Linked DNA regions of Zea mays: region 1 is linked to region 2. Evidence: chromatin contacts called from public HiChIP or PLAC-seq data. All regions are on one chromosome and are shown on one strand. Each heading gives the region's core, a stretch centred on a gene start, on an enhancer-like site or on the middle of the called end of the contact. The rest is flanking DNA. Distances are from core to core; before and after follow the strand shown.

Region 1 (2,700 bases), core at 183-2,682, 190 kb after region 2:
TGATACCGAGCTTCGGCGCACCAAGGTCGAGCAGACGGAAGGATCGTGGCAAGAAATGTTGCTGTCCGGAGCAAACGTCCGACTGCCATAGTGAACATATACCTCGAGCCTATTCCGAGTCCAGGACCTCTGATGCAGTCGAACAGTGCCGAAAACGCCAACATGATGAACATCATCAGGTAATGATGAAGGGTGATGATGCGAGCTTTCAGTAGATCGACCACTGTTCGAGGAAGTTTCCCGCTCAATGCTAGGAGCATCCACTGGCCAGTGTCAGGAAGAGGAGCGGTAGATCTGTTGATAGCAGTGGATCTCTGTCAGTAGCTTTTTCTGATATATATTGAACAGTCCAGTGTTTCAGATGAGCATACTATTTTATTGCGCTGAAATATGTAGACTATACAGGGGAAGATGATGATAAAAAAAGACAAAAAAAATGGTCTGTTTCTGGCTCCATCACTATAGGTTGAGGAGTAGTTCTTGTCTGCACCTATGTTTTTTAAAGGAATATAAAACTTCAACCTAGAACATCCACGAATGAATGAGTACAATCATTAAATACAGACATGTACCACTTATTACTTAGACTATACTTTACCACAAGGCACAAGTAATAAAATTTGAAGACACGGGACGATTAATAAACTAGACCTAAGTATGCACCTACGAGTATGTATTTATACAGGCATGCACCGAATGCTGCCATAGCACCTACTATGTATAAGGCAGTGGATTTCATTGCCATAACAACCAACGTCCAAAATGACAAGTTTTCACTTGCTAGGACTATTTCCCAAGCCATACTCCTTTGAAATTTTCGATAAAAATAACTATGATTATATACACGTAGTGAGTAGTGACAAATACAGTCCGCGGTTAAAAGACAACGTCAACGTCGCCAATCCACCATGGATGGATGTAATGTAATCACGCATTTGCGTAGGGAAAATTCTGAAATGTTCAAATATTTGGTCGATCGGTTTCGCATCGCGCGCATCAGTCACGAGAAAGGAAAGGAGCTGACCGGTGCCACTGCAGGCCGAGGACGGTGCTGACGAAGCGGACGGAGATGGCCTCGCAGAGCAGCGCGGCGAGCATGAACGCCATGGCGGCGAAGAACCGCGGGGCGGCGCGGACCTCGGCGCCCCAGCGCCGGTAGAACGGCGCGCGCGCGGCGGTGGCGAGCGCCAGCGCCGCCCAGAGCGCCGGCCGCAGCCGCCCGTGCCAGACGGGGGACAGGTGCTGCATGTAGTCGACGCCCACGTACGCGGCGGCGGCCAGCGGCAGGCCGCCCGACGCGAAGGCGGGTCGTCGCCAGAGACCGCATGCTGCCCAACGCCGGGGCGGGGGCGCGGGCCTCTTCGGCTTCGGCTTTGCCATATCTCCCGAATGAAGTTTTGGAGAGACGGGACGGGAGCTTGTCCCGGGCTAGGCTAGGCCATGTTGTCGATTACGATTGGGAATTCGGAATTGATGGTTGCTGTAAATAGTCACTGCATGTGTAAATATAGCAGTCTCACACGTACCTCAAGCTAGAGCAGGTTTTTAGTGATTTTGGGATATTTCTTTTGCTGAGAACGCTCGACTTTGATGAGAAAAAATTGTTCTTGATTGAAGAAAATGTATTTTGAGAAGAAGAAAAATATACTCAGTGCAGGCTGCAGCCTAGTTTTAAGGATCAATGTGCGTAGCATGACAGACAGGAGCATGTCCAACGCTTTTTATATATTCTGCTTCGGTGCTTCCTCGATCGTCTTTCTTCCCCTCGCTCGGATCCAAAATGTCGAGTGAAGTAGGCAAACGGGCCCTGAGTCTTCTGAATCTGCTGGACCGTTCAAGTCTGTGGAAGCTGTCGTCCGCTTGGTGGTAACGCACCATGCAGGTCGATCGAGCGTCCGTTAGAGCTTGTTGCTCTGGGTTGGGCCGGATTTTGAGTTGAATCCAGAAGGACCATAGCAGATGGGCCAAGCCCAGTTAAGCCGCGCGGGTTGAAGAGTTCCTTTCCTTTCCTTTCCTTCGTTCCCGTGGGCGTAACCCCGTCTAGGAGCAGAAAGCAACAGCGTGAAACAAAACAAGTCGATCGACCGTGCTGATCTGATGCTCCTGGTCCCGTTCATCAGTCACTCCCTCCTCATGTGCTGCCAGCTGCGATGGTGGCTGTCACCTGGATCGGTTCATGTGCCGGCCACCGGATCGAATTCTAGAACTGCCAGCTCTCGCTCGCTCCCCATCACGCGCACGCTCACCTCGTCACCTCGCATGTGCTTCCCTCCCTCCTTCCTCCCCCGGCACACACACACACAAACTCCCAAAGCCAACGATGAGCCGTCCGTCCTCATTCGGGGGAGTCAAAGACGAGGGGATGCTGTGTTGCACATGGGGGTAAAAAAAAATTGGAGAATGAGATAAAAGAAAGGGGTGAGCACGAGGGCTGGCTTGTTATCCAGCAAATGCCCGGATGCTTGCATGCCAGTAGCTCTAATCCTGCTCCCGGCATCCGGACCTCGCCCCCACATGCACACCAGTAGCTTTATTTCTGCCAAGCAGGCAGAGTGCGTGTATAATATGATGGCCGGCTATCTACATGGCTCCATGAGAGGAATGTGTTAAGGTGTATTCTCTACGCAAGCCAGTTAATTAATAAGGAATCAGTGTAGTGTTAATCCTAACCGTTTGATTAATCCGCGTCCTTAGCCGGGG
Region 2 (2,700 bases), core at 16-2,515:
TCACCGGCTGGACTCATATCCTAGCAACACCTTATGCCAAAAGCCTTTTTCTTTGCTAACGAAAGAGGCAGCAGCATCAGCTGTTCCTTTTTTTTTATCAGCTAGGTGTCCTTAAAAGCAGGTTCTGCATTTGGCTTGGCAATTGGTGGGCTACAGCCTACACAGCTCGTGGTCTGTATATTCTAAACGTTGTGCTCTGTTCTATGCTCCGTGTGGTGCTGCGGGTGCTGCCCTTTTCCGTGTAATGACCTGATCCTACTTTGTAATGTGGTAGACAAGAGTGCCTGGTTTTGTTGAAAAGCGATGCACTTGCGGTTTGCTGCCTATCATGTCCAGCTACTGCTCCGCCGGCAATCTAAATGTTCTGACCTGAGAAGTGATATAAATGGTCTCTGAAACGCCCTCCAGTGGAGATATGTTGACGATGAAATGTGTTCTTCAGTTTTTCTCGTCGCTCGCTCAAGAAATGTGCCTGGGGAAAAAAAACAACGCTGTCAGATGTCTACCAGAAAAATGGCGAATCTACGCATACCATCAATCGAGCTCATGCTTGTTTTCGGATCGGATAGTACTACACACCTGGAACAACAATCATCGCGAGAATTAGTCATCGCGTATACATCTCAGACAGGCTGGATGTTTTCTGATCCAGGAACCATGATTGCAGCTCGAATACTAGAACGACGGAGGAAACCACTTAATTATGGTGGTCATGCCTGGAAGGGCCCCTTGAAGCTTTCTTTTCCATATGAAAATAATAATAACTGTATTTTTTGCATATGGAATTTGAGAGAGAGAGAGAGAGAGAGAGAGAGAGAGAGAGAGAGAGAGTGCATTTGCTGGTCCCAGGCGTGGAATCAGAGAATTCTGAATGCTACCCTGGAGATGCCCAGCAGCTGTACAGCTTACCTGCCTGAGGTGTATCAGTCTCCCTCCTACTCCACCTAGCGGTTTTATACTGGTATTATACGTCTGCAACTGCAATATGATAGAACCACCATGCCTTGAGCCAGCCAGAGAGTACGTGCCATGGAGAAGGCCGGAAGGGCAGGCTGTCCCACTGTTGTTGTATAATGGTAATGGAGACGCGAGCTGCCCGGCCGGCCGGGTCCTGCGCTGCGCCCCAGGACGCTTGTCGGAGGGGCCCCTAATGGCTGCCCTGCCCTGCCCTGAAGAGTGATGTGATGAGAGAGGCCTAGAAAAAGCCTTAAAGAGAGCCGCACGCTTTTGCAGTTTCTCAGCGCTGCTGGTGCCGAGGCCGCCCGGCTGAGAAGATATATGCCGCCCAGCCTCACTTACATTACATATGCACATTCTGTTCTCAGTTCTCTTCCTCTCTCTCAACTCAACTACTCAAAGCGGTAGATTAACCGGCTCTAGCGTAGCGAGTGTTGCTACATCTCTCTTGGCCATGGGGGCATGCGCGACGAAGCCGGGTGACCTCAAGGTCAAGGGCGAGGCGCCTCTGGTCGCGGAGGACGCCGCGGCGCCACTGGCGGCTGCCGACGAGAAGGCGAAGGCCGCCGAGGTCCCCGTGGCCGCCGCTGCCGAGGTCGACCAGGCCGATGTCAGCCGCCGGAGGTCCCTCAGCGACCTGCTTAAACGGGTGAGCGACCTACTTCGTTCCCTGTAGTCCTTGGGTACTCAGACCGAGTAACAGTGTGACACTGACACCAACCTTTCATCTGTTTCGCTTGCTGTTGCTGCTACCTCTGTACAGGACGCCGAGGGCAGTGACGGGGAGGAGGAGGTCGACCAGGAGGCGGAGAAGGTCGTGGCTGGGGAGCCAGCGAGTGCTGCCGCTGCCGGGGAAACGATGGGGTCACCGCAAGCAACAGTGCAGGCCTCGGTCGCAACCGAGCAGGACGACACGGCCGAAGAACTCAAGGATGGTCTTCCGAGTGGTGGCGACGCGCATGCGGCGGAAGAAGAGAAGCGGATGGATCCTGAATCAATCCAAGCTGCTGTTGCTGCTGATGCCCCAAGTTCTGAGGAAAGCAAGGTTGCTGCTGCTGCTGATGCCCCAAGTTCTGAGGAAAGCAAGCTTGCTGCTGCTGCTGATACCTCTGCCTGAAAAATGGGGCATAGTGTTGTGATTCTTTGTTCTTTTCGTCTCTCTCGGGGTTTTTTCATGGCGAAATACGCTTTAATGGCGCGAGATTCATAGCAGGCAGCTTGGTTGCTGTCTTGCTCCGTTTGTGCCGCGGTCAGGATGTGCATGGCTGGATTTTACTGTTGTTTTATTTCTCTTGGAGGTACTCCGTGCAATCAAGCTGTCTTTTCTATAATGGCGGACTCGGCCGGCAATCAAAGCTATAAATTTCTAAAGTTTAATTAAGCGTATTACTACGCCCGCTCACCTAATCCCACGCGAGTCTAGCCAGTCAGGTACAGCCATTTTTAGCTTATGTGTAGATGCAGGTAAATTGCCTCGTAATGATTTATTTTGTATCCACTTATGCAGCCACCGTTCCTCGCGTACAGTCAACAAAACAGACACTCAACCAAAGTCAACGCACGAGATGATTTAGGATGAAAAGGTGCAGGTAACCAACCAGCTAGTTAGAGTCTCAAATCAATTATAGATTAATAATTTTAAGAAAATAGATAATACTAGTATTCAAACAAACAATTATTAAATGCTAACGAATTTAACACAAGGAATACAATATGGTAGAGTTCTTTGAATATTTCCCGCTT

What was found. HiChIP or PLAC-seq counts read pairs in DNA pulled down with a chosen protein or histone mark.
Region 1: a contact with region 2 is called in an H3K4me3 HiChIP or PLAC-seq map of leaf, with 4 times the contacts expected there. The contact joins the promoter of LOC103654181 here to the promoter of LOC100283700 in region 2. A contact is called at or near these places in 9 of 25 Hi-C or Micro-C datasets (bundle sheath, ear, endosperm and 4 more) and 1 of 3 datasets of contacts at active chromatin or transcription factors (leaf).

Annotation. Positions count from the first base shown.
Region 1 is chr5:174,545,926-174,548,625 of Zm-B73-REFERENCE-NAM-5.0, forward strand. It overlaps LOC103654181, which reads right to left and starts at 1,433. Exons shown (of 4, transcript XM_008681009.3): 1 at 1,025-1,433; 2 at 1-294. The coding sequence starts at 1,380.
Region 2 is chr5:174,355,931-174,358,630 of Zm-B73-REFERENCE-NAM-5.0, forward strand. It overlaps LOC100283700, which reads left to right and starts at 1,266. Exons shown (of 2, transcript NM_001156599.2): 1 at 1,266-1,606; 2 at 1,721-2,341. The coding sequence starts at 1,412. The coding sequence ends at 2,074.